7 separate regions of the Mus musculus genome follow, and regions 1, 2, 3, 4, 5 and 7 are each linked to region 6. The links are chromatin contacts, called in public HiCAR-type, HiChIP or PLAC-seq and Micro-C maps. All regions are on one chromosome and are shown on one strand. The core of a region is the stretch at or near the end of the contact, and the rest is flanking DNA. Distances in the headings are between cores, read along the strand shown.

Region 1 (3,873 bases), core at 483-2,982, 910 kb before region 6:
TTTGGGAAGGTGAGAACTCCAGTCGCAGGCAGGTCTGACTGTGGGCGGCTCTGCTTCTGGCCAGCTGTGACTCTGGGGTTCTCCAGACCCTCCCCTAGCCACCTTAGGAATGTCCTCTAGGCAGTGCATAACCGCAGTGTTCCTGCCAACCTCAGTGCATCCCGTAGTGTCCCCATCCCTGTTTCCCTCTGAGACCGAATACACAGGACCAGTTATTTCCTTCTTCAACCATTTATTAGGGATTCAGGGAAAGACCTGAGGGAGGGTTCAATAAAGGGGAGGAGAGGGATCATAGCTGGTCATGGGGGTCGTGGCGGTGGAGCTTAGCGGTACTTCTCAGTCAGGATAGAAGACAGGATAGACATGAACTTGTCCCAGGCTTCGTGGACCTCAGGGGTGAAGTCGGCGGGAAAGCGTGCGGCCATTGTGACCAGCAGACAGTGGGACAGGAGCTGCGGAGGGAAGGGAATTTCAGTGCTCAGTGCAGCAGAGACCCCACCCGCTTTTTTTCCTTGTCTCTTTCTCTGCTGACCTCTCCCTCCCTTCTCATAAACCCACCTTGAAGTTGACCGGATCCACACGCAGGATGTAGGCATGCAGCTCGCTCAGCTTAGTCAAAGCACTAGAGAGGTTGTCGATGCTCTTAACCGCATCCCCTACGGCGGTCATGATCTTGAAGCCGTGGGCCCGCAACTGCTGAGACCCATGGTGCAGGTCGAAGTGGGGGAAGTAGGTCTTCGTCTGGGGGTAGCTGCAGAAGAGCCTAGGGGCCGGGAGAAAGCGTTAGTTTTACAAGTAAGTATTGGTTAGGGAGAGGGCTAGGACACTGGCTCTTGCCTTGGGCTCAAAATGTAAGGGATATACAAATTTAAAGACCTACCAGACAGAAAACAAAGTAGTGGTTTACATAGTATTTAAGGAAATGAAATGCAAAAAAATGTACATTGAATAATACAAAAAGCATTCGGAGAGATGGCACTTACTGCCCTGGAGAGAATGCACTACTGTCCGTAACTAAGATGCAAGGGGATTTGATGCCTCTAGCTTCTAATGGCACCTACGCTTGCGCTCTCTCTCGCTCTCTCTCTCTCTCTCTCTCTCTCTCTCTCTCTCTCTCTCTCACACACACACACACACACACACACACAAAATCTTTTAAAAACAACCCCAAGAGCGATGTTACTATTTCCTATTGCACAAGGGTCTACATGGCAGATCCCTGTATCCACTCTGTATCCACTCACTCTCTATCCACCTATAGCTGTTTATTCATCCATTCATTCCTATTCACTCAACAAATACCTGAGGAGCCACATGGAAGACTCTGGTGAGCTCTGTGAATGCCAGCCCACCTCCTTTAGCAGCTTGTCTGCCTGCCTGGATCCCCTCCTCACAAGCTTTGATCTCTCAGTCCTCTCCACGTTGTCCTCTCTGCCTCTGTCCTTACTGTCCTGACCATACTGTCCTCATGACCCCTTCTCAGTGGCTTCTCCTCACTAACTGCTCTTTGTCACTTCTGTCTCACCAATCCCTCTTCTGACCTGCTTACTCAAGCCATGGTGCCTGGACTTACCTCTCTAGAGTCTCAGTGCCAATGGGCTCGGCCTGAGCAGCCATCTTCTCCCACATGGACATGATGATAGCTCTCTCATTCTTCATCAGAGACATGGTGGTGGTGGTGGTGAGGGTTGGAGGCTGCGCTGGAGTTGAGTGCACTCAAGACTGGCCTGATGGTGCTTGTCCCCAGTGTCTCCTTTATATACACATGGTCAGGGACCTGTCAGGCTGTGGCCACTGGTTAGGAGAGGGGAGGGGGCTTGCAGGGTGGAGCCTGTTATCAGAGCCAGCAACAATGGGAATTAGGGCTTGGTGGGACTGTAAGGGCAAGTGCTATCGCTCTTGCCCACTGCCCATGGCCTTAGGAGGGGTGTTGGCCTTAGTCCCACACAGAATCCAGGAGAGATAGGGGCCCAGCCATGTCAGGAGGTCATTCTTGTATCCAGACCTGCACTGTCCTTTCTCATTTCAGAATCACAAATTGTCTGAGCCATCCCTGTCACCTAATGTCAGTGACTCTTGGGTTCCCTCCAAGGAAGCAGTAATTCCTCTCACTTAGCACTGAGGGAAGATCATGGAAGTCTGCTCTCACTAGGAGGAGTAACGGGTCAACAAAAGATCTCCAGTCTCCAGCTAGCCCTCCATACCAACCAATATACAATGAAATGCACAGTTCTCTTAGTTTTTATCTTAACATGGAGATAGGTTGGTTTGCTCATTGTCCTGGACTGACACATATATAGATCTATGTAGCTCCACCATCTTAAAACTCCACAGCCACCCATTTGGAGCCCTCATCTTCCTCTTGCTCCTAACCTAACCTAATTCATCCTTTTCAAAAATGTGTGTAACTGGAATCATACCATATTTTACCTTTTTAAGACTGGCTTTCTTTCCCCTTGTATAATATCCTGTAGATCCATCTGCTTTTGTATTCACCAGTAGTTGGCTACTTTTTATTTTGTGGTATGAATATGCAGCAGTTTGTCCTTCGTCCACATTCACAGAGAGACCTCTGTGTGAGCTTACAATTCTATTTCTCTATATCTGTGTCAGTTGATACATCTGTATCTAAGAGTAGAATTCCTGGCATATGCAAGGTGTATATTTAATCTTATAAAGAATTGCCAAACCATTTTCATGAGTGTCCTTACTACTTTATATTCCTATGTATCAATGCCAGCCTTTTTTGAATCTTAGCTGTTGGATAGGTAAGTAATGATATAGCATGGTGGCTGAAAACAGAATTTTTCCAATGGCCAGTGATGGAAGATCTCTCTGGGTGCCTATTTTTCATCTTTGGTATTGTCTCTGCTCAAGCACGTTGTCTACCTATAAAAGGTACCTTGTGCACATTTCAACTGGGCCATTTTCTTACCAGTGATTTATAGACATTCTATACATAATCTGGATCATTTGGGGGGGGTCAGATATGCTATTTGCAAATACCTTCCCCTAGGTTTACACTTTCCAGATAGTCTTTCATTTCTCATGTATCATTTATTTGTTTTGTGTGTGAAGGGCACACATGTGCACATGTGTGGAGGCAAGAAGACTACTACCTCACACTGTTAAGCCTGGTTTTAAGGGCCTCTACACATTATGGCATCTCACCCAGCCCTCAGTTCATCTTAATAGTCCTTTTTATAAAGTCAACGTTTTAATTTGGATCAAGTCTAACTAATCAAGCTTCTATTTTAGAACTCATTCTTTTGGGGTGGACTTAGTGGTAAGTGCACCATACATACTTAGTGGTAAGTGCCAACATACAAGAGGCAGAGTTAGAGGCATCTTGGTGAGCCTGAGGGCAACCTGGTCTACATAGCAAGTTGCAGGATAGCCAGGGCTTCATAGTGAGACCGCATCTCAAAATTAAGTGGGAGAAAGAATCCCAGCCCTGTTTCTTGAGTTAAGGTCTTACTGTGCAGCATTGGCTGTCCTTGAACTTGCTATGTAGACCAGGCTGGCTCTTTTAGATCTGCTTGTTTCTACTTCTCTTAGTGTTGGGGTTAAAGGTGTGGGTCATCATGCCCAGTTTAAGAAAGAATTCTTTTAAAGTTATGTCTAAGGTTTCACTGCCTAACCACAAAACACAATGATTTTTATCTATATTTTCTTCTAAAAGTTTCATGTTTGTTTTATGTCTGTATAGGTGATTCATTTTGAGAGATAATTTTTTGTATGAAGTGTGAGGGTTAGGCCCATTTTATTTGTTTGTTTGTTTATTTATTTATGTCCATACATATCTGTTCCACTGTCAATTGTTGCAAAGGCTCTAATATCTCCATTAAATTCACTTCTCACACTGATTGGCAA
Region 2 (3,682 bases), core at 484-2,983, 840 kb before region 6:
GTAACCAGAAGCCCCTACAAGCATTTTCTTTTATAAGTTCCCTTGGTCGCAGTATCTCTTTATAGCAAGAGAAAGTAACTAAGACAACGGTACTTACGCATTACCTCTCCATCCATCTTGCACACACGGACAGTCATCGCCTGGCCATATTCCAGTGCAATCTGGGAGTTGACCTCTTCTAGAGTAACCTAGGGAGATGGAGATCATAAGAGCTTTCTGGTGTTAGAATGGGGCAATTCTGTGTCTGAGAGTCCTGCCCCAGTGGTCCTTTCCAAACATGCCCTTTCACTGACATGGCCCTACCCACACTGCTGGGGAGCGTCACTTGGAGACACCTGATGCCTTAATGTCTCCCTAGTTATAGATGATATATACCTACCTGTCAGTGGCCCTGATCAAAAAAGGGAACCAAGCTTGCCTACTGTTATGGTTTGCATATGCTCAGCCCAGGGTGTGGCACTATTAGAAGGTGTGGCCCAGTTACAATAGGTGTAGCTTGCTGGAGTAGGTGTGTCACTATGGGCTTGGGCTTTAAGACCCTCATCCTTGCTGCCAATATTCTGCTAGCAGCTTTCAGATGAAGATGTAGAACTCTCAGCTCCCCCTGCACCATGCCTGCCTAGATGCTGCCATGCTCTTGCCTTGATGATAATGGACTGAACCTCTGAACATGTAAGCCAGCCCCAATTAAATGTCCTTATAAGAGTCCACGTGGTCAGCCACCTCAGTGAAGTTGGAGATTAGGTTGTATTGAATAAACTTTAAAGGAAAAAAAAAAAAAAGGAGTTGCCTTGGTCACACTGTCTGTTCACAGCAGTAAAACTCTGACTAAGACACCTATTGTGTGTTAGGATTTTCAATTAACACTGGGCCTGGCGATCCTGAGAGTATTGTATCAAGAGGCTCCAGGCCTGTACCTCAGGTCCAGGGTGCAACTGACCGGCTACCTAAAACCTTTGATAACAAAATGTCTTTTGTTTGTTTTGAGGCAGAGACCCACTACTCCAGACCCTTGGCTGGCCTGGAGCTCTCAATGTATCAGGCTGGCCTCAAACTCACAGAGATTCCCTTGCCTCGGCATCCCGGGTGCTGAGATTAAAGGTCTGGCCAGACAAGAGATGTTTTAATAAAACACAGAGGGAAGTACAAATAAACTTGTGTAACTCAGTGGTAGAGCACTTATTTAGCATTCGAAAGGTTCTCAGTTTGGCTCCCAGTTCTGTGCGCACACAGACGTTAAATAAAAACACCTTTGATTGGCAAGGTTAAAGAATACATTAACTACTAAGTCACGCATACTGAAGTTTCAGGCAAAAGGAAAAGACTTGTCACACTCATCCTGAGTTCATATCTTAGTGTTTGTTTAATTCAAACTTCACGGCTCAGAGGGGCTCCTCACCCTAAGCGTTCCACTTATGCGCAGAAGCGTCTTTCTCTGGTGGGACCACCAGCGCCCATCCACACCCCAGAGCCCTGTCTCGCACCTGGATCGGAAGGTCGCAGAGCAGCGGGTCTTGCACCACCATGGCGAGACCTTCTTGGAACACGTCCACAGCCTCGGAATGGGGCAATGTCTCCTCATCATCCTCGTCGTCCTCCGGCACCTCCGGCCGATCCTCAGCCTCCGGGTCCTCCAGGACTGCCTACTACTAGACTAGTGTTGCTTTCCGGCGCTCCTCCAGCCTGCCCTGCCTTCCAGGTTGATAAGCAAAAGGCGCGTGCGCAGTGATTGTGTCCCGCCCCGACGAGATAGCTTAGCCAATGGTATACTGCGTGGCTTCAGTAGCCAATGAAATGTGCGAGTCTTCGGGAGGCTGGGAGCGTGCAGACAGCAGGTTATTGGCTGGATAGAGCAGGTCACGTTGGTGGTGCGAGCGGCGCGGGAGCTACGAGCTATTCTGTTCCCCGCTGCTGAGCTTCTCTTCGGTCTGGGCTGGTTGTCAAGGAAGGCCAGCGTTGCTATCGTTTCGCGCAAGACACCTGTCCCCGTGCACGGCATCACCCAACAAGGTGACGCTGGGAGGCGGGCGCCTCCTGCTGCCTGGGGCCTGCCGTTGCCACTCGCGTGCTGTTGCCCCAGCCAGGTCGCTTCGCAGTCACTTGAGATTATGCCATGGGCTCCATTCCAAAAAATTGCCTAAAAGGTCCACTTTAAAGTAAGGTGGAAGCCGGGCATGATGGTGCACGCCTTTAATCCCAGCGCTTGGTAGGCAGAGGCAGGCGGATCTCTGAGTTCGAGGCCAGCCTGGCCAGAGTGAGTTCCAGAACAGCCAGGGCTATACAGAGAAACCCTGTCTCAAAAATCCAACCAACCAACCAACCAAAAAACCCACCAACCCCCTCCCCGCACAAAAACCAACTCCAACTCCAACACACACACACACACAAATAGAATAAAAAGTGAAGTGAAGCTTTGGCTTGGTGGCACACACCTTTAATCTCAGCACACAGGAGGCAGAGGCAGTTGGATCTGAATCGAGAGCTAGGTCTGTATGGGAGAGCAGGGACTACAGAGGGAAGTTGTCTAAACAAAACAAATCTAGGCGGGACCTGTGGTCCTCGGAGCTGTCAAGGGCAGCCTTGCCATGCGCTGATCTCTAGTCCTCGTGTTCTTTTACACCACCAGTCCCTGTAACAACTGTTCTTATGAGGACGCTGTGTAGGCAGCACTGTGGGCTTTTTCTTTTTTCTTTGCTCCCGTCACATTCCCTGGATAGCTACTTTAATCACTTGCCTCATTTTTAAAATCCTATGTGTATGGGTCATTTTCGGCGTGTATTTCTTCTGGGCACTGAGAAACATCGTGTGAGTGCTGGGAATCAAATTTGGCCCTCTGGAAGAACAACAACCGTGTCTCTCTCTCTCTCTCTCTCTCTCTCTCTCTCTCCCTCCCTCCCTCTCTCTCTCTCTCCCTCTCCTCCCTCTCCCTCCCTCCCTCTCTCCCTCCCTCCCTCCCTCCCTCCCTCCCTCAATCATGGTTATCCTACTTAAAACTCTTATCCCCTATGCCAAGCTTGTTGTACGCACTTGGAGAAAATCCTAGCACTTGGAGAGACTGAGGCAGGAGAAAGGGTTTAAAGCCCAGGAGAGTTGCACAGCAGAGATAAAGAAGAAAGTAAGAGGAACAGGTTACATAGTGAGACCCTTTCTCAAAACAAAAATAAACAGAAAATCTACAGTATAGATTAATGTGGCCATAAGTAAGCACAATTTATTTGTCTTTGACATTTTTGTTTGAGATATCTTCTCTCAAATGAACTGTTTCAGGCAATTTTGGCTTTATCAGCTATGTCTATTAGTTTTCTGCCTTTATCAGCAGAAAAAGCAAGCCAGATCTTTCCTTTCCCATGTTTTCCTTTCTAGGCCATCACGATTTTCATGTCCTACCATTCTACCTCATACCTATATCTATATTTCTATAGCTCCATATTCCCACATGCATACACATCTGTGAACCAGAGTATCAGTTATTAAGCCTTGTAAACATAATTATATTTGCCCTTGGGGACACCAAAAGACTAAGCATTAAAGGAACTCTGGCCTATTTTGAGGGTAGGGTAGTGTGCTTGTGGTTGGGCTCAGTTAGTTATTGTAGGCAAAATTATGAATGTGTCTTCACTTGGAAATTAAGCATGGCATAAGGATGTGTGTCTGGGTGTCAAGTTTACAAGGGGTGGACTTG
Region 3 (3,671 bases), core at 730-3,229, 880 kb after region 6:
TGATTCCTGTTTGGTGTTTTGCTAGTGTACTGGCCTGCTGACAAGAATGATTGAAATAGCCCCCAAAATACTATTTCAAAACAGGTCCACAACCTCTGTTTCCTATTAACGATTCTTTACCCCTACCTCTTGGGGGTGGGGGGTGGCTAAAAGGGAGGTTCAAGCATTAAAGAACCAAAATTAAAATCAGTTTTGAAAAATCTTAGCCTCCAGACACCTGGGCTTAGTAACATGGGTGTTTTCTGAGTTTTCCTTCTGTCAGACTGGCATGGTATGTAAACTGAACCATAGTCATTTGCATCAAGAACACACAATACAAAAAGCACTGTGCCAACAAATTCTTATGTCTTATGGTAGCCGCCATAAAGACTCATGCCCCCAAGGTTGTTTTTCTGTTCTCTTATTTCTGTTTTTATTTTAACAAAGGTGGAAATTATGTAAAAAGAAATACAAATATGTAATTAGTAGTTAATTTTTAAATATTTTAAATGTTAATTTAAATGTTTTTAAATGTCATAGTGATTCCTAATATTTAGAATCCTGGATAGAAGGTAACTTTTCCTTAATTAACTCACAGGTCTTGGTGAGGAATATTGATTTTTTTTTCTGTCTGTTTTATTCCACACACATGCTAGGTAAGCTTTCTACCACTAGCCATACATCTGGCTTTGGTTTGTGATTGAGAATAAAACCAAGTTCTGATAATTTTATTAAATTAAAATGTAAATATCTGGTTCTTAAATGAGCTTACCAGCAGATGGGAAGTGGTTTACTTTCCACTTTTCAGGGAATCTAGATTACCCTTTCTCCTCTGCTAGGAAAAAAAATCAGAGTGCATTCGTGGTTGGATGTCCCAGATGCATCTTTTATCTTCAAAGTACATGTTTATTTCCAATTTCCCTCATAGATTCTGAAAGTATCAACAAATGCAGTCTTTCTCCCTTTCTTCCTTTCCTCTCATCATTTGTCAAAAATGTTAGATGTTGTTGGGAGGAAGATTAGAAGGTTCAGCAGATCCACTGTCTTAAAGATGGAATTTCTATTTCAGACTATTTTAAAAAGTGAGAATTACCATTATTTTACTCTGCAAGGACAAAGGCAACATTTCTAGGAAGTTTTTTACAGATCAATCTGGATGAAGAACATGCATACAAAACTCTATTAAGAAATCTGCACAGAGAGTATATTGTGTGCTAATTCTTTGGGAATGTAGTGTAGATATCAACACTACAGAAGGGAAACACTAAAGCAAAAGTATCTATGTGCTGGGCATGGTGGAGCATGCCTTTAATCCCAGCACTTGGGAGGCAGAGGCAGGTGGATTTCTGAGTTTGAGACAAGCCTGGTCTATAGAGTGAGTCCCGGGACAGCCAGGGCTACACAGAGAAACCCTGTCTCGAAAAACCAAAAAAAAAAAAAAAAAAAAAAAAAAGTATCTTTGTGAGAGATGATTTTTCAAGGAAGTAATAGAAGAATCAGCTATTTCTTTACTGATCCTAAGCACCACCGTTTGATCACCTAAATCACAGCACCCAAGTGCCACGGACCGGGCCTAGTCAGACCCCCTCAATCCGTGGGAATCAGAGGTTCCAGCAGGTGGACATGGAGTCGGCGAGAAGGGGGTGACAAAGAGACAGGACACAAGGGAGTGTGGCTCTGAATGTATTTTGTCCAAACGAACACCAGACTTGTAATACAGAAGAAAAACAAGAAAAGCCAGGCGAACACACCTGCCAAGTTACATTGACACAAAACAAACAAAAAAAAAAGAATGCATATATAAAATTATGGCAGGGAACCAGGTCGTGTTTACCACTTAAAATGGAGCCAGTGAATGCTCTGATGCAAAGCTAGTCTATTGTTAAACCCACCACCAGGGGTTCTTTAGTAAATACCTGATGATGCTATTCCTCTGGGCCTAGAGAAGAAACCTGTACCAGGGGAATTCCCTTTCCACCAACTCTTTCATGGGACAGCCCACCTATTTGTTAGGCCATTGTGTATTCCTGTGTTTGGGTGAAACTCAAACTATTGTCCTAAGTTATCACTATGCAGACCAGCCCTGAGCTTTTCTAGCTCTGTTCTTTGTAATGCTTATTTAGTTTCAATGTCTCTACTAGAAGTGAATTTGAATGTTACTGGATAGGTAATTTTCTTACTGAATTCCAAGCTCCAAGTTGGTTCAAGGGCTGTCTGGGACATTGATGAAAACCAGAGAGTAAAATTTAACCTGATTAAGTACTTGTAAAATCATTTCTTGGAAGTACCTATAATACAAGAAAGCACTCAGATCCATACATCAGGCTAACTCAGAGACAGGGTTTGAGCATATGGGCTATGGGAATGCCAAGGTTCCAGGAGGCATAGTTTCCTTGAAACTCTTTCACTTGTGACTGCTTTTAGGCCCTTAGGCCTACCAAGAAGACTGCACTGTAGTGATGTAGCACCCAAGGAGGAAGACACAATGGTTATATAATGGGTGATCCTTTGTGAAAGCATGGCATTCAGGCAAAGAAAAGAGCTTCAGTGGCAGAGTGTAGGAGAAACTGTATTGAAGGATATTGGCAACAGAAATAGAAGTAAAGAAAAGCAATGGGTTCTTGTTGCAAAACAAGGACAGTGGTTATGTCCAGACTATAGGGAGTGGGTTTTGTCCAGAACAGGTACACAGAAAGCCTTACCCATCCCTGCCTTCTAGGAGCTTCCACTTCTTCACTAAAGTTGTGGGTTCATAAACACCCACTTTGTAATTATTTGTATTCCCTACTCAGTTTTTTCTAGCCATGAAGTCTGAACAAAATCACTCCTCCACTACTTTTAATCAAACTAATAAGCCTCCCCTGACAACCCCCTCTCCTGGTTTCTTTTTCTGGTTCTCCTCTCTCTCCTCAGTGATAGATTGCCCATCAACCCTCGATGATGCCTACTTTCAGCCTACCAGCAGCCTCCTCCTACTTCCTCCTGCTCTGCCATGGTGCCACCTTTACTTCCCCCTGACTGGCCCACAGGCAGATAAGATCCACCAAATTAATGCCATCTACCCATTTTGGGCTGAGGCAGTCTCTAACTAGAACCCTGAGTGAGGCTACAATTCTTGGGGCATTTTCACTAGAGATCAATTTATAACTTACCTCCTGGCCAGTCTCTGTAAGGCTGTCCTAAAAGTAGTTAACTGTCCTTAAAAATATCCAAAAAGTCATCCAAGGAAAACATGAAAACCTGCCTCAATCTCTAGATTACCTTACAAAGGCCCTCTGGATCCCGAGACTCCAGATGGGAAACAAGTCCTTTTGACCTATTCTCCCAGAGTTTCCATAATATTAGGGCCAAAATTAAATGTCTGGATAAAGGAACCCTTAAATGTCTAGAGAAAGGCCACAGGCAGAACTCCTAGCTGTGGTCTTTATGGTATACTATGAGAAAGATGAAAAAAAGCCCCCAAACAAAAATATCTGATGCTAACAAAGGCCTTTTGACTGGTCAAGGAAGCTGTCCATGTTCCTTGGACTGCCAAAGCCTGAGAACCTCTGGTTCCTTATTTCAAATCTGGAAAGAGGATCACTGGACCTGAATCTGTCCAAGCCTGTGTAAGCCACCTCATCCAAGATGCCATCAGGAGGTACATTGGGGCATTGACCGCCCCTATGTCCTTCATGACATGGGAACATCAA
Region 4 (4,050 bases), core at 623-3,122, 980 kb before region 6:
GGAGGAGGCATCAACACCACATCTTACAAATGAGGACACAGAGACTGAAAGAAGTAATATTTAGCAGCCTGGGAGTCGAAGAGCTAAGCTTGCCCAAGCTAGAGGGCTACACATACCTGGCTCAGGGAGCCCTGGACAACTGGCTAGAACCTCAGGGGTACCCCTCAAAGCCACAAAAGTCTGAGCTGATTCCCAGGTTTTGGGAGCGTTCTGTCCAGGGCCTCTGTGGGTGTGTGGGATGTGGAAAGGGGCGTGGTCTGACGGGCCAACGTCTTTGGTCCAACAGGCCTGCTCTGCTCCTTACTGTTAGCTGCCCCATCCTTGAAACAGACTTGAGAAGACCACCACTAAACATGTGTGACACCACAAGGGAGTAGAAGGTGACACCCAGTCCTTGGTGGTTCTATCTATTCTGGTTTGTCGGATCTGGTGGAAGGCGGCATGGAGGAGAATTTCAGACTTCCTCCAGTTGGTGTGTTGCTGAAAACTGTCCCATACCCAAGAGGCAACTCAACAGGCTTCAACAAGAAACCAAGACTTGGCAGCATTTGAAATAGTTAAGGGGGGGGGGGGGGGGAAAGGGAGTGGGGGTGGGGAAACCAAGACAATTTAGCTGAGCTCTGAAGCAGGGAAAACTTAGCTCTATTTAAAGATACCACAGGTCCAGGAAGCAGCCCCCCGCTGGCTGGCCCAGGGCTGAGTTACTGAAGGCCTAGACTATAACAATACACTGGAACACAGCACACCCTTTCTTGTAGAGTACAGTGGATACCCGGCCATCTCCTTTCAGAATTTTATGGGCGACTCAGGGAAGGCATGTATAGCTGTCTGCTTTGTAAGAATGGATCTCTTAAACAAATAGATCCAAAGGGGCTTCCAGGGAGGCCCCTGGCCAGCCTTTCTCCAGCCAACGCCCTCTCTAGTCATTGTTCCTCACTTCTTTGTTAGGATTTTTTTTTCCCTCCCTCTTGCTTTTTTCTTTCCTGGTTAACTTCTTCAGGACTGGCACAGCCACAGGGAAGCCAGTCCCCCTCACACCTGGAGTGAAGTCCCCAGGGCCTCCTCTAAATCCACTGTCCTACTACCCAGAACCTCTGAGGTGGAACCAAGGCCACCTCAACCTCCAACAAAGTCCCCAAGCAGCCTGAGAGGCCACTTCCCACTTGAGGGTCACCGTGGGCCCCAGGCCCATCGTCCACGTTTGAGAATCCTCAGCCTTTGAGTCTCAGCGTTCCCATCTGCAAAATGATGCCAGGGACCCATTTCCTCCACACCTTAGCAGCTCCAAACAAAATTCTCCTGTCACAGAGGGGGGTTACTCCTGGGGAAACTTTCCCACATTGTTAAGCGGAAGTTACAGGGAAGGGGCGCTCAAATGACCCATGCACAGAAGGATGAAGGGCTAGGTTCGCTAATCCTATGAGGCTGGGCGCCTCTGGGTAGGAGGGTGGCCTGAGACCCACGGCTCCGTGGGTTTCTCTCCTGGTTTCTGTCTTAGTCTGCAGCAGCGGCTGGGGCCAGACTTTTGTACGGGTGGGCAAGGCGAGAGCTCGCGAGGAGATGGCGAGGACCAAGGGGCGAGCGGGGAGATGGCGGGGAAGGCACAGGGACCAAGGGCTCGTGGGGAGACAGACAGCAGGGAGGGCGCGGGGACCCGGGGCGCGTGGGGAGACGGCGGTGAGGGCGCGGGGCACAAGTTCTGCGCGGGGCTGGGATCGCCGCGTGGCGCGGACGCCGACTCACATAATGCTTGTTGGGCACGCGCCGCTTCTGCACGTCCAGCACCTTCACCTCCACGATACTGCGCCGCGGCGGCATGGCCGTTCTCCGCGCCCAGCGCCGTGCGGGCCGGGCCGGGCCAAAGCGATCCTTGCCGCCGAGCACTTGCCGCCGCCGCCACCGCCCTCCGCGCCCCGCCCCTGCCCGCCTCCACGCCGCCCGCCCACCCTGCTTAAAGGGCCCTCCCGGCCCGGCCCGGCCACGTCCGCCCGCGGGCCTTTGTCCCCGCGCCCGGCGGGACGGCGCGCTCCGCCCCCCGCGCCCGGGCCTGGCGACTCTAAACCCAGGCACCCAAGCATCTTGCTCGAGCTCTCCATTCCCGTTAAGGGCTCAGGGAGGTTGCCCATCCCCCTCGGTGTGTGAGAACCGCTGGCGTGCCAGTCGCTATAAATCCGATCGCTTGCCCCCAGGGCTGGGGGCGGGGGCTGGGGGTCAGGGAGAGGTGGTCACTAGGTCTCTTGGGTTTACTGTCTATGACAGGGAGAGGAAAAACTGCAAAAATGGCCTGGCAGCCCTGCACAGGGCTGCGAAGGTGAAAGAGAGCAGGGATGCTGGGTAGGTAGCAAGCCCCTGACCCCGTGGGGGACTGAGTCCACACCTGGCCCTGTGCCCTGTCATTATCACGGATGCTCACTTAAAATCTCACAACACCTGGGAGTTGGGGGTCAGGAGGGGATGGTTAATCGCCTTTTACAGAGGACCTGAGGACAGCCTCTAGATTCATGGAGCAGGTGGGTCCAACCCATGGTTGCCCCACACTAAGCAAAGCAAAGCTACAAGTGGCTCCACATCTCTTTTCTCTAGCTCATCCTAGCATTGGCTGGGCGCTCAGTAACTAACAGATGCTGGCTGAATGAATGGATGGATGGATGGATGGATGGATGGACACACATAACACCATGGATAGGAAGTTCAGACTGCAGGTAGTGGTTTCTCAGCCACGAAGCAGGGGTTCCCCTTCAGGCACCTCCCCACCCATAGATCAGTCGAGGAATTTCTTAAGGGAGAGTTCTCGTCAGTCCAGGCAGGCCTTGCAGACTACTTTATTTTGAATCCCTCTGGAAACCCCTCTATTGCCTTTTTGGCTTCTTTGTCCGTGCTTTCTGCTGTTCTGGCCTTGAAGGCTGGTCTGGATGGGCTTCACTAATAGAAGGGGTTACTTGATTGGTACCAGGCCAAGGCGGGAGGATTGTCTTTACCAAAGCCAGTTTTGTACCAAAGATGGCTTTGTGCTGCCTCAGGCACAGGACTATCTTCTTGGCGCTCTTGATTAAGCTGTTCTTACTGACCCACTCGGAGATTGTGGAGAGTGGCATCCATTTGGAACCAGGGCCCTCCCTGGCCCAGTAATTCCCTCCAGTGCACCAGATCCTAAGGTGCTTCCCCAGCAGAGCTGCCACCCAAGGCACCCGCTGGTTTCTCTCATGTCCTGCACAAAGCAGAAGCACAGACTGTAGAAGTTGGATGTACCTGAATCAGCTAGCTCCTCCCACTTCCCAGTTCCCCAGCTCTGCCTGTAGCTGTAGTAATGCCATCATCTTCCCTGTCCCGTCATCCTTGCCCCCATCCTCCACCTCCCACCCTTGCCGGCTGATTTCTGAGTGTGAGTCGGATCACTCTGGGTCGCTCACAACAGTTCAGCCTTGCAGCTTTTGTCCTTGGGTGTCCGCCTCATTTTAGTTAAGCACCCACAAGGTGCATCTGCGTCCTTGCTACCTGCTTCAGAACCTCCTTCCTTTTTGTGGCTGAATACTTTTTCATTGTGTGTTTCCTAGCCCTTCCTTTTCTTTATTCATATAAATGTGGTCACTTTGGCTGTTGCCACCCTTGGGCTATTGTGACTAAGGCTGCTGGGAATGTTGACATACAGATGTCTGTTCAAAGTCCTTACTCAGTAGTTCTTTAGAGTATGTTCTGGATTGCATGGTAATTCTACCTGGATTTGCTCATTCTTTTGTGGCGCTGCATGCCTGTCTTCCTGGTGGCAATTTTGTTTACTTATTTTATATATAGGAAGGCTCTATCTCATGTACACCTGTGTGCTGGAAGCAAGCATTAGATCCCATTACAGATGGTCATGAGTCACCATGTGGTTGCTGGGAATTGAACTCCGGACCTCTGGAAGAGCAGTCCATGCTCTTAACCACTCAGCCATCTCTCCAGTCTATCAGCAGCGCACAAGAGGCCCAGCTTTTTCCAAACACTCCCCCCTGCCCCTTACTTACTGCTTCTTCTATTGTTCTTGACCACGCCATCTCAATGGTGTCAGGA
Region 5 (4,052 bases), core at 68-2,567, 900 kb after region 6:
AGAAAATGCCTTATAGCTGGATCTCATGGAAGCATTTCAACTGAGGCTCCTCCCTGTCTAATGACTCTAGCTTACGTAAAGTTAACCACCAAGCCAGCCAGTTCACTAGGCATTTTCAGATTTTGTGAATGAAGAATTTTAGGCTCTGAGATACTAAATGTCTCCCTTATGTACAAGCTAGCAAGAGGTGAATCCACAAGGCAAACACCAGTTGCTCCCAGGGCCTATGTGCATAATCAGTTTGATGGTTAGGATTCAACTACGTTTCTCCCTGTGGATAGTGGGTCCAATGAATGCTTGGCTCAGCAAACATGCATGCCATCCCCTCCCTTCCTAGCTTTCTGGTTCTCCAAGCCATTTCCCTCATATTTGGTGACCCATAACTCCCTATTCAGAGACACATACAGTCCACACTCAAGTATGTAGGTTGCTGGATGTCAAATGTATCCACAATCTCTTCTCCCTAACAGGACTTTAGGACCTGAGTAAAAGGCCAGCCTCCACTACCCCACATCTGTCCCACGCGAATATAAATTTACAAAATGACTTTGGCTTCCCATGCTTATGCACATTCCTCATACACAGCAGAGTTCAGTTCAATAGAAACATCTCTAACCCCATTTCCTTTCCTATACAGAAAAACGGTTTAGTTATCACACGTGCCAAGGGCATTTGGCTCTGGTAGTGGAAACTGGAAAATGGAGTAAAAATTTCCAGGCTCAAGGTGCTAGATGATCGTCCAGGTCTTTTCCCTGGAGCTTGGGCTTTTGGAAAAGTGCAGCCATGCAAGCTGGGAGTCTGCCTAAACCTGCAGTCTCCTGAACCCTCGCTCAGACAGGGCAGATGCACAAACTACAGGTAGCCTCATTTGCAGAGCAGCGTTCCTTTGTTCTATTTTAAAGCTTCAGATTCTGTCAAAAAGTGATAGCCAAGCTTCCCCATGAGAATCGGGACTTGCACAGCTCTGAAGTGCTCATGGAAAACAGGTTTCCACGGGCAGCGGGGGAGACCTGGAAGCCTTCCTTGCTCACTCCTCAAACCCAACAGGGCTGGCTCCCCACTAGGTTTTGGGCTGATTCCCCACTAGGTTTAGGGCTCTACAACTTCAAACTCACTGTCCAACCTAAGGCTGTAGTTAAAAACCAAGGGACTCTTTCCCTCCCGGATTGAAGCAAGCCACACCCAGCTGCGAAAGCCCAACAGAGCACACTTACTGCGCTTGCGCACAGTCCCCAGTCGCTTGTGTTTTTCTTCCTGAGCTCTCAGTCGCCTAGCAACGCTGGAGTCACAGTGGCAGCGCTCTGGAGCCCCTTTCTAGCAAGAATAGGTCAGTGTTCTCTCTTGACACTCCTAGCTGCCACGTGGCAGGCTGGAGGGGGCCATGGAGGGAGAGGAGAAGCAGCAGTAAGTGCCAGGGTTCAGCTTTCTATTTTCCCTTCTGAAAACCTTTTCTATTTCTTGCAAAAGATTAAGGGAGTGGCTCAGCACATAAGATCCAGGCCACATACATCCAATAGGTTTCCTCCCCTGCTTTCCAAGGTTTGAGTGATTACAGTATCTTTTTTTTTTTTTTTCCTAGTGCAGCGTTTACTGAGCTTTCTTGAAGCCATCATGAAATAATCACTCTTCATACCTCACATTTAACTCGTCAGCAAATTCTGTCGGCTCCAATGTTGAAATTATCCATACTCCACTGTTCATTGCTTCCTCTCTTGTCCTCACTCAGTCTCGAGTACCAGCTTCTCATGGATACAGCCATCGCTTTGCTTCCCTAGTCTCTGCAGCCTTTTCAACATGGCCTCTTTTTAAAAGGGGAAAAAATATGTTTTCCACAGGGTACATACAGTAAAGCCAAGGCTGCGCCTGCCGCACCACACCTGCTACGGCCCTCTAGATCACCCTGGCACCTGCATACAGCTAACTGGTTGAAACAAGTTCCTAAGAACAAGCCTCAAAGATTACTATTTGATACCTTTAGATGTGTTTGACTGATAATTTGGGAGACCATGCTTTATGTCTAAAGATGGACACATTTCTGATAAGAGTTTTGGCAGTTACAGTTGGTTCTGCTAGAATGTTCCTTCCTCAAATATCCTTAATTTGTACCCATCCCTCCCTTGCTTTTTTCAATTACCACCTTCACAAATACCCTGTCCCAAACGTAGCCTCTCCTCCCACATACCTACATGCCTCTTCCTCGCTGGAAATTGTCGTTATCATGTGGCACCATCTAATAGACTGTGTATGCCCCATTTCATTTCTTCTCTGCCTTCCCTAGAATGTAATCCCCGTGAAGACAGGAGTTTTCATCTGTTTCCCTGCTGTATCCTCAGAGCTTCATGTAGCACCTGGCATGTAGAGACCCGCTGAATGCATTAGCAGTGCTCTTTTTCTCACATCAGTTACAATAGCTATTGTTCTTTCATATAAATCAAGGAATGGAACCTTAGATATTAAGTGGCAGAGGTTCCAAGCCAAGCCTGACTGCTTTCTGTTTTGTTGCTACTGTTTGCATTGCTGATATAGAACCTAGGGTCTCAGGCACATTAGTGTTTTGTCTGTATAAGGTGTTTCATTGTACAAAGATGTTTCTACAGAATCAGGCATTTCGCATTTATTTATCTGTAGCCATCCACACCTTGAAATACAGAACCAAGTAAATGCATAAATGTGTAAACCAACACCTACAGTCCTTTCCTTCAAGGATCTGATACAGATGTGTTGGTGTTCAACCATGAGAAACAGATGGAGAAAGCAGAGACCAAGGAGTTCAGACCAGAAAGTTACAGCTTTTAAGTAAATACACAGATCTGAGAATATAATAGAAACATCTTAGAAGTTGCTTACACTTTTCTAGTAATCAGTTCTTCTAAATCCTTTGCAAAGCAGCAATTTTTGTTACAAATCAAGGAAATAAGATCACAAAGAATCTGAAAAATGTTTTTATGTGGAATGGAGTGAGGGTTAAGGGTGTACAGCTGAAGCAAAGGCAGAGTGGAAAAATAAGTCTAGGACATTCACCTGAAGTATATAAAGAGTACAACACAAAGCATTTACCTAAGCTGAACAGAATATGGGTGTCAGGCAAGCAGTGATCAGTGAACTAATAGTCACCACTGCATGGAACTTATATTGATCCATAAGGGTATTTCTGGTGCTTAGTAAAGACAAAGAGCTAGATAAATACAATTTGAGTTATAGTAAGAGCCACAAAAGAATGTACACGCCTAGAGCATCATGGGGAGGGGACTCTAGGAAGTATCTGGGAAATTTTTCAACTGATACCCAAGTGATGCTGGGGAGCTGGGAAAAACCAGTGGTGCTGGAGAAGGAAGAGCATGAGCAGGTGCCCTGAGGAGAAAAGAAGTGAAAACAGGGAAGACGCTTGAATGAGATTGAAGAGATTAGCTGCCTCAGTGCACACTCAATATAATCAGGAGACTAGGTTTTACTATAAGTGTAATGGAAAGCTATCCGAGATTGTTAACTGAAAGATTACAATAGAAATGATGGACTGGATTCATTTTGAAGTAAGGTAATAGGTATATTTTAAGGGTTGCGGATAAGGCAAAACTACCCATTTGTCAGTATAAATCTAGAATCTTTGTTGTTATTGTTTTAACCACGTTATTATTTTTTTGAAGATACCATACAATGTATTTAGATCATATTTCCCCCCACCCTAATGCCTGCCAAACCCACCCGCCCCTTCCTATCTACCCAGCTTCATGGGCTCTCACTGATTCCTTTTCTCTTCTTTTTTAACCCGTTGAGTCCAGTTAGTGTCACCCAAATACTCTTGGGTGTGGGGCCTGCCCTGGAGCATAGTCATCCTACCAGGGTCACACCATTAAAACAAAACAAAACAAAACAAAGCAAACAAAAACAAAACCCAACTCTTTGAGCCTAGCAACTCTCATTTACCAATAGCCCCTTGGGTAGGGGTGGGACTTTGTGCCCATATAGCCCCTTCCATGCTGGGATTTGTCTGGTTGAGTTTGCACAGGTCTTGTGCATGCTGTCAGAAACACTGTGAGTTCATATGTGTAGCT
Region 6 (3,959 bases), core at 679-3,178:
TGGGGCCGAGAACTGTATGGTACTAAGACAGAAGCTCCAAGAAGTCCTGCCCATTGGAAAGCCCATTCCCAGGGCTCCTTCCTCCTTTCTGAAGCAGCAGTCACCCTGACCCCCAGCTTCTCATTTCCCTCGCTGGAGGGCAGCTGGCACCCAGAGAAGCTGAACAGCTGCGGAAAGACAACCTGCGCGCTCATTTCTATACCCCTCCCCCAGGTGTGTCACACGTAGGCGCAGAAGAGGCTGAGAGCGGGCCTCGCTTCGGAGGCCCAGGGTTGCAGTCGCCGCGGGCGGTGGGTGATGAAACCTCCCAGGCGCATTACTGCAGAATGCGCGGGCGAGCGGGAAGTCGGGCAAGGACGGGGGTTGAGAGTTGGTACCCAGGCTCACCTGTTCTCCAAGACTAGGGTGGGGACTGCGGGGGAGGGGCAAGGAGTGCCAATACCGGACGAGTGCCATGTGGCGCTAGGTGGCAACGCTCGCCTCTCCACCCTCCCCCAATCAAGCTGGCCCCCCGAATTACTCCTTCGGGTTTATGAGGCCAAGAGCAGCAGTTCCTGTCCCGGGCCCAGCGCGAGGGAGACGTGAGCGTGCACACGTACACACACAGCAGGGAGGAAAGACGCTCCCGGCAGCGCCCAACTTTCTCCCCGCTTCCTCCAGCAGCGGAGATTGCAGCTGAAGGCGATCTGATTCTCAGGGTGCTTAAGGAGGGGGCTCCAAGAAGAGGAGAAAAAAATAGAAGGTCCCAAGATTTGGGGGGTGGGGTGCTTTAATTTTACATCAGAGGACTGCAGAGTAGAACAAACAAACAAACAAACAAAACCCGTAAGTGGGCCGAGTGGCATTTGGAGAAAATTGAAGACTGTATTTGGAGACGCCTAAAGTTGCCTGTCAAGCTCTGGCCTCTTGGGCACGCGATGGTCTGTGGCCGCCTGACCCAAGGCTGCCTGGGCCTCCAGGCCACCAGCCAGGAAATGATGCAAATGAATTTTCACCTGGTGAAATGAATTGTCACTTGGATCCCTGAAGCCCAGACAGGAATCCGTCTGGACTGGAGGAGGAGCGAGACGAGACGCCCCAGGTGTTATTGGACCCATCAAATTCAGGCAGAAAGTGGGTAAGTCAATCAGGCCAGCAGCTTCCACGCCTGTCCTCAAGCGCCTTTAAATAAAACAAAAACCAAAAAACCCAAAAAACAAAACAAGCGTCAGGACGCTTAGGAATTCCCACCAGAGTTCAATTTGCTCGCACCATCTCTGTGACCAGGTATCTGTCCTAATCTGTTCAGGTCTCCTGGCTGAGAATGTGACTGTGTTCCAAAGAGGAAACTTTCCCAGCTGGATATGAACCCTGGGGACTCTGTCCCTGTGAAGACCGACTTCTCCTGCCCCCCACCCCCCTTTTTTTAGTTTTTAGTTGCAAGTAGAGTTGGCATCCGCTTTAATTTTTCCCCCTCAGTCCATTCGGCCATTGCCCCGGAGCACACGCGCACGCGTCTCGCACACACACACACACACACACACACACACACACACACACACACACACACACCACGCAAACGCGTGCCATTGCCCCGGAGCACACGCGCACGCGTCTCGCACACACACACACACACACACACACACACACACACACACACACACACACACACACACACACACACACACACACACACACACACACACACCACGCAAACGCGTGGCCGCCGCCAGGTCTGCAACTTTGTGGGGCGATCGCGGAGGCGCTCCGCTTCCTCCCGTAGAAGTTGGCGCAGGCCCCGCCTCCCGCTGTGTTGTCAAACGGGCCGGGGTCTCCGATTGGTCCAGCCTCCGGGACAACACCTGCTCGACTCCTTCATTCAAGTGACACCAGAGCTTCCAGGGATATTTGAGGCACCATCCCTGCTATCGCCGGGCACTCGCGGCGCGGCTAACGGCCTGGTCACATGCTCTCCAGAGAGCTACGGGAGGGCGCTGGGTAACCTCTATCCGAGCCGCGGCGAGGAGGAGGGAAGGGGCCAGCGAGGAGGAAGAGTGGGAGGAGGGGGAAGCGGCGGAGGAGGAAGAGGAGGAGGAGGGGCGCACAAAGAATCCAGGTCTCCAGGCGGGAGGGTGATACCCAGAACCATGTGTGCGGAGCGGCTGGGCCAGTTTGTGACCCTGGCTTTGGTGTTTGCCACCTTGGACCCGGCGCAGGGGACGGACTCCACGAACCCTCCGGAAGGTCCCCAAGACAGGAGCTCGCAGCAGAAAGGCCGTCTGTCCCTGCAGAACACAGGTAAACGCGTGCGCCCTGCAGCCCAGAGCTGCCGGGGGAGAACAGGGTGCATGCTCGCGGCGCGCCGGGTGCCTTTAGCCCCAAGCCGGCGACCCGAGCTCACCCCGGGCGGCACAAACTCTCCGTGGCTCGGGACGTGCAGAGGGAAGAGCGAGGCGAAGCGAGGTCTGGCTCGGGCTGCGAGAGCCGGGGATCGGCACGTGCTAGCAGGGTGATGAAATGGCTGAGGCAAGACTTGTTGCTAGCCTTCCCCGGGGCTGAGGGGAACCGAGGCTGTGCCTGACGCTGCTGCCAGCTCCAGCCAGAGTCCCGGGCCCGGAGCAGGGCGCACTTCGTCACGCCTGGCCCGTGCGAAGTACCAAGGGACCCCAGAGCTGGGCTCGCCCTGCACCCAGAACTTCGTTTCCAAGCCGGCCAGCCTGGCATGTACTGTCTCCGTTTTCTCCAAAGATGCCGGACAGCCCAGAACTTTGCTGGCCAGTTAGGAACTTTTCCTTTGGGGGAGGGGGTTCGCAAAGCGTACCTCTGCTGCTGCAGCCATGCTCCTAGCCAAGTCAGCACGGGAAGAACTGTTGACACGATCCGAATCGTGCGCGGCCCTGCTCACCAGCAAGCTGCAGTGCAAAAGCCTGACGTGTGGCACACGGGGCTGGCCTTCTTCCCAGCTCCCGGGAGAGAAAGAAACGTGTCTGCCGCTCGTCTCCTTACGCCCCCACCCCCGCAATTCCTCGGGGGCCGTGTGAAAGCGGCGGCCGTGGCGTGCGTGCGCTCCTTGCCTGAGCCGGAATGCACAAGTGCTGGTCAGGGTTCTCCAAGTGAGTGATCGCTGCCCTGCTCGCGACCACGCGTGGAGTCAGTTCAGCCTCTCACCCCCGCTTGTCTAGGCGCACAATCAAGGGTTCCTCGTCCGCCCTGCCTCCTCTCGGGTTTAGGCACCCCTTCACAAGCACAAGCTCGTTCTCATGCTAGATTTCATCTCATACAGATTTTTCGACTCGAGCCCCGCCCTTCTTCCAGAATACACTTTCCTCATTGTAATTTTGCGGTTGGTTTAAATCGTAGAACTGAGCGAACCGAGAGAGGCGTGAGACTGCTCTGCCGCAGCCTGACAGCTCCCTGTCTGTCCTTTCAGGCTGACGAATTAGGACATCTTGGAAGAGGGAGCAGGCTCGGGGCCTCTGGGATTCGAGGGGATTAAGTGATATCTCACACCGGATCCCTAATTAAAAGGAACCTCCAGAGAAAGGTGGCGGGTGGAAAGGCCAGCCCCCACCTGCCTCCTGCGTTCTGAAGCTGGTGCCAGCTGCAGCTTCCGTGGCCTAGCATTTTTAATGCGGGTGGTTTGGAGGCACGGCTTTAATAGGAATCTTGTTTTGATTTTTAGGTGTTGAATCATAAAGCTGAATTGAAGTTGCTTGGACGCTTTCATCTGGGTTCAGGAAGGAAATGGCCAGATCTTAACGGCAGTGGCTTCTGCAGCCTCAAGTAGAGAACGACATTTAATTCATAAAATGTGGTCATTTTCAAATCTTATTTTCCCTGTGGGTTTTAAAAGCTGAAGTGCTTTGGGCTCTTGAACAGTAGTCCCACAAGTACCTTCATTAAGTGGAAACGATAGAAGGAAGAAAAGAAAACGCTCAGACTAAATTCTGATTGTTATATTTGTTTATTTTGGCTAATTT
Region 7 (3,587 bases), core at 491-2,990, 750 kb before region 6:
GAAGAAGAAGAAGAAGAAGAAGAAGGAGGAGGAGGAGGAGGAGGAGGAGGAGGAGGAGGAAGAGGAGGAGGGGGGAGGGAGGCAGGGAGGGAGGGGAAGAGGGAAAGGTGGATGGAGGGAGGGAGGGAGAGAGGGAAGGAGGGAGGGGGAGAGGAATTACCACAGTTAATCCAGCTGCCTCTGAACACATAGGAAAAAGAGAAGGAAGGGTGATATAGGTGACAATGTTGACTTCAAAGGCATCAGGCTGACACCCAGGCAGGAAGCTGAACCCAAAGCTCACCACACTAGAAGACCACCACTGCCTCCATCCTTGGGAGAGCATATGGTTCACTGGCAGTGCTGGGAGCCGAGTGGCTGTACTTGCTGTGTATGGCAGCATGGAGTGCCCGTCGCTGGCAGCCTCCTCTGCAACCACAGCTGTCCTGTGGCCTCAGGGTTTCTCAGCTCTTGAGTGACTTAACTGGGTGGGCTGCCACTCTTGAAGTCCTTATGGGTGGGGCCATGCTGGACAGGACAGAGGTTCTGGGAGACCCCAAAGGCTCTGCTTCTATGCCTTGGTGGGATGAAACAGGTGAGTTTTCCCTTCACACACCACCCCACTACATGGCAATTTCCTGATTGAATTTAAGGGCTTTGGTTTTATATCACAAATGGAGTTAAAGATGGGCAGTGGTGGCACATGCCTTTAATCCCAGCATTTAGGAGGTGGAGGCAGGTAGACCTCTGAGTTCAAGGTCTGCAGAGTGAGTTCCAGGACAGCCAGGGCTACACAGAGAAACAATTGGAGTTTAAAAATAATAAAACAAAACAGATCCACCCCCACCCCACCCCCAGATATGACTCTGAAGACTGATTAGAGCAGAGAGGACAACCGTGCTCCTTTAAATGACTGTAGAAGAACCCACACTATGGAAATACAAGTTTTATTTAGTGAGCCTGTGTGGATTTATAGTGCATTGTTTCTATGGCCACCGTTTTCTGATGCTATTACAGAGAATATCCCATGTGAGCACCGTGTATATATTGGAACCTTTACAGTGTGAGATACTTATACCAAGTTTAGATATTTCACCTTATTTAGAAAAGTGTCATTAGAGCCAGGAATGTGACACATACCTTTAATCCCAGCACTCAGGATGCAGAGGGCGGCAGAGCTCTGTGAGTTTGAGGCCAGCCTGGTCTCCATAGTTCCAGACCAGCCAAGGTTACATAGTGAGACTCTGTCTCAAAAAATAAGTGTCATTAGCTGGGCAAGGTGGTGTCTTAGTAATCTCATCATTCCAGAGGCTGAGGCAGGAGAATAGGGTTCCCAGGCAGCCTGTATCTTACCTTTACCATAATTCCCACGCTGTAAGTGATTTTACCTGGACCTGCAGGAGGGAATTGTCAAGGCTGGCTGACTTGTAGAGAATAGCTGAAGCAGGAATTGAACCCAAGGCCTATCCTCTCCCAATGCTAATAAATAGGTGCACAGTGGTCTAGATTGGTGGCAGCTACTGTTGCCATGGCAACGAATGGGTTTGGAGAAGCCAGCCATGCTGTATGGGTGTGTTTCCATCCTCAAAGGCTCCTCACTAGCTCAGTCTCATACCCTAGTGCCCACCACTGACTTGCTGAGAGCAACCTCTGTCCCCGGGGGCAGTAAACTGCCCGAGCGAGCGACAAATCAGTCTGCAGTCAAGGTTACCAAATAAAACAAACTGTCAAGCAGATGGCTCATGCTGCCCCATTCCAGAGCTATCAGGATGCAGCTGCAGAGGGGAAGCAGCCGAGAACACAGTCCCCACTATGAACACTAATAGCTCAGGCTTGCTCGGAAGTCTTTATTTAGAAGGAGAAAACCAAGGCTGATCTTGGGGGTTCTGTTCCATTTCTTTTTCCCTCTGAAGTTGGGAAGAGGATTCCTCTTTCCTCTGGGCTTAAGGGCAGGATTTAAATGGAGAGGGAAAGGTTCAGCCCGAGTTCAGCATTAATTGGCCAGCAGAGGGTGAATAATGATCTCCTTTGCACTCAGCAGGCAGGGCATGCCAGCCTTCCTTGAACCGTTCATGAATTCGCTGAAGTCCACAGTGACTTCTGCCACAATTCCTCCTCCTTTTCATGGGTGACAAGCCTCGCCTTGCCACTGTTTCTTAGAACACAGACCCCTGAGTGTTCCGGAAGGGCAGAAGCCATTCTGCATTCCTCCCCAGGCCTCGGACAAGGCCAAAGACAGAGTAGGAACTCCGTAATGGCTCAGGAACGGAGGCTACAGTTGCTGGTTGCTTTTTGGGGATGTTTTGAAACAAATTTCCCAGTGTGACCCAAGTTGGTCACTACCTTGCTGTGTAGCCAGAGATGAACACTTGATCTTTCTGCCACTACCTCCAAATTCTTGCCTGGCTTCATTTATTGCTTTCATGTGTTACATGTTACAGTGCACCTCTAGACTCTTGTCAGCTCCTTGTAGGCACCCCAGGTTCAAGAACTTTGAGAAATAAATTGGGGCAACAGACATGTCTATGTCATTCTGTCATAGCAGTGAAGCTGACTGAGGCAAGGATGGAGGAGGTGTGTAGCTACTCCCCTGGGAAGGGGAGAGCCAGGATTCTAAGTCAGGAGGTCCATTTAGATTATTCTGGATCTGGCTTTGACTACCTGGCAGGGAAACTGAGCAAGTCACAGAACCTCTCCAAAGTGCAGGTTTCTTGCCTCTGGTGTGGAGGGGAGGCCAGCAGATCTAAATACAACTTACAACCTGGTCAGGTTGTACAAACCTAGCTTGGTCCTGCCTCACATTAAGTCCTGGAGAACTGACAGTGGTTGTTACTCTCATTATACATCCTGGTGAATGTAGCCTTTCAGTTGGACACTGAAGGGTCCCCCAGGCCATGAGATTTGTCTGTCTGACTTACATCAGCTTTCAGCATCTCCTGATCCCCAAACTCATCCCAACCTGATCTCTCACAGCCTTGGGAGGATGCCAAACACACCCACTCTCCCACAGTGTTTTCACGAGTCTGAGCCTTGAGAAGTCTTTCCTCCCAAGTATGTGCTTGAACGGTGAGAGCTGGGTTGTTAGATGCAGAAAACTAGGGGGATGGGTCTAGAAGGATGGGGAGACTGTCCACACAAAGGAGGGGGGGAGGGGGACATGGAGGGAAGGAGGAAAGGAAGGAGGGAGGGAGGGAGAGAGAGAGAGAGAGAGAGAGAGAGAGAGAGAGAGAGAGAGAGAGAGAGAGAGAGAGGAAGAAGAAGAAGGAGGAGGAGGAGGAGGAGGAAGAAAGGAGGGAGAGAGGGAGATAGAGAGGGAGAGAGGGAGGGAGAGAGGGAGAGAGAGAAAGGAAGAGGAGGAGGAAGAAAGGAGAAGAGAGGAGAGGGGAGGGGAGGGGAGGAGAGCTAGGGCCAAATAGCCCCTTTCCTCTCTCCCATGACCCAGTTCCTTGTTTGGCAAGGGACACCTTATCAGGGAAAGCACATACTGACCAGAAAGACTTTCCTTCTGGGCTCTTTCCTTTGGCTTTGGTCAGATTGACAGACCCACTTAGATTCTCAGCCAGAATCCTAACACAGTTATCACACATGAGCATCCGTACTTGGCATGT

The links. A called contact is a pair of places that touch in the nucleus more often than the background predicts. HiCAR-type assays count read pairs that join an accessible place to other places. HiChIP or PLAC-seq counts read pairs in DNA pulled down with a chosen protein or histone mark.
Region 1: a contact with region 6 is called in an H3K27ac HiChIP or PLAC-seq map of embryonic stem cells, with 6 times the contacts expected there. The contact joins the promoter of Hba-x here to the promoter of Stc2 in region 6. A contact is called at or near these places in 1 of 39 promoter capture datasets (liver) and 1 of 115 datasets of contacts at active chromatin or transcription factors (embryonic stem cells).
Region 2: a contact with region 6 is called in a FOXA1 HiChIP or PLAC-seq map of pancreatic cancer cells. The contact joins the promoter of Snrnp25 here to the promoter of Stc2 in region 6.
Region 3: an H3K27ac HiChIP or PLAC-seq map of embryonic stem cells shows a contact between it and region 6, with 4 times the contacts expected there. The contact joins the enhancer-like site here to the promoter of Stc2 in region 6. A contact is called at or near these places in 5 of 39 promoter capture datasets (embryonic stem cells, liver and pre-B cells), 1 of 484 Hi-C or Micro-C datasets (embryonic stem cells) and 2 of 115 datasets of contacts at active chromatin or transcription factors (both in embryonic stem cells).
Region 4: a contact with region 6 is called in a FOXA1 HiChIP or PLAC-seq map of pancreatic cancer cells. The contact joins the promoter of Sh3pxd2b here to the promoter of Stc2 in region 6. A contact is called at or near these places in 2 of 115 datasets of contacts at active chromatin or transcription factors (astrocytes and pancreatic cancer cells).
Region 5: a Micro-C map of embryonic stem cells shows a contact between it and region 6, with 5 times the contacts expected there. The contact joins the promoter of 4930505A04Rik here to the promoter of Stc2 in region 6. A contact is called at or near these places in 2 of 39 promoter capture datasets (both in embryonic stem cells) and 2 of 484 Hi-C or Micro-C datasets (both in embryonic stem cells).
Region 7: a HiCAR-type map of astrocytes shows a contact between it and region 6, with 2.9 times the contacts expected there. The contact joins the enhancer-like site here to the promoter of Stc2 in region 6. A contact is called at or near these places in 3 of 39 promoter capture datasets (the 3T3-L1 cell line and liver), 2 of 115 datasets of contacts at active chromatin or transcription factors (astrocytes and stem cell-derived neural progenitor cells) and 1 of 9 other capture datasets (embryonic stem cells).

Annotation. Positions count from the first base shown.
Region 1 is chr11:32,274,459-32,278,331 of GRCm38.p6, reverse strand. Hba-x (hemoglobin X, alpha-like embryonic chain in Hba complex) reads right to left here and starts at 1,732. Exons shown (of 3, transcript NM_010405.4): 1 at 1,574-1,732; 2 at 559-763; 3 at 216-452. The coding sequence starts at 1,668. The coding sequence ends at 324.
Region 2 is chr11:32,203,466-32,207,147 of GRCm38.p6, reverse strand. Snrnp25 (small nuclear ribonucleoprotein 25 (U11/U12)) reads right to left here and starts at 1,733. Exons shown (of 5, transcript NM_030093.3): 1 at 1,485-1,733; 2 at 98-188. The coding sequence starts at 1,526. It also overlaps a transcript of Il9r not described here.
Region 3 is chr11:30,490,444-30,494,114 of GRCm38.p6, reverse strand. No RefSeq gene overlaps it. Among named protein-coding and RNA genes, the nearest start is that of 4930505A04Rik, 20 kb to the right of the region's middle. Within about 2 kb of position 1,979, at least 7 of the 459 cell types and tissues checked have an H3K27ac peak or open chromatin away from gene starts, as enhancers often do. A contact at or near this core is called in embryonic stem cells, where this site is marked.
Region 4 is chr11:32,345,662-32,349,711 of GRCm38.p6, reverse strand. Sh3pxd2b (SH3 and PX domains 2B) reads right to left here and starts at 1,872. Exons shown (of 13, transcript NM_177364.4): 1 at 1,744-1,872. The coding sequence starts at 1,818.
Region 5 is chr11:30,469,094-30,473,145 of GRCm38.p6, reverse strand. It overlaps 4930505A04Rik (RIKEN cDNA 4930505A04 gene), which reads left to right and starts at 1,317. Exons shown (of 5, transcript NM_001100394.1): 1 at 1,317-1,404. The coding sequence starts at 1,382.
Region 6 is chr11:31,368,030-31,371,988 of GRCm38.p6, reverse strand. It overlaps Stc2 (stanniocalcin 2), which reads left to right and starts at 1,928. Exons shown (of 4, transcript NM_011491.3): 1 at 1,928-2,277. The coding sequence starts at 2,127.
Region 7 is chr11:32,117,499-32,121,085 of GRCm38.p6, reverse strand. No RefSeq gene overlaps it. Among named protein-coding and RNA genes, the nearest start is that of Gm51888, 8.0 kb to the left of the region's middle. Within about 2 kb of position 1,740, at least 95 of the 459 cell types and tissues checked have an H3K27ac peak or open chromatin away from gene starts, as enhancers often do. A contact at or near this core is called in astrocytes and stem cell-derived neural progenitor cells, where this site is marked.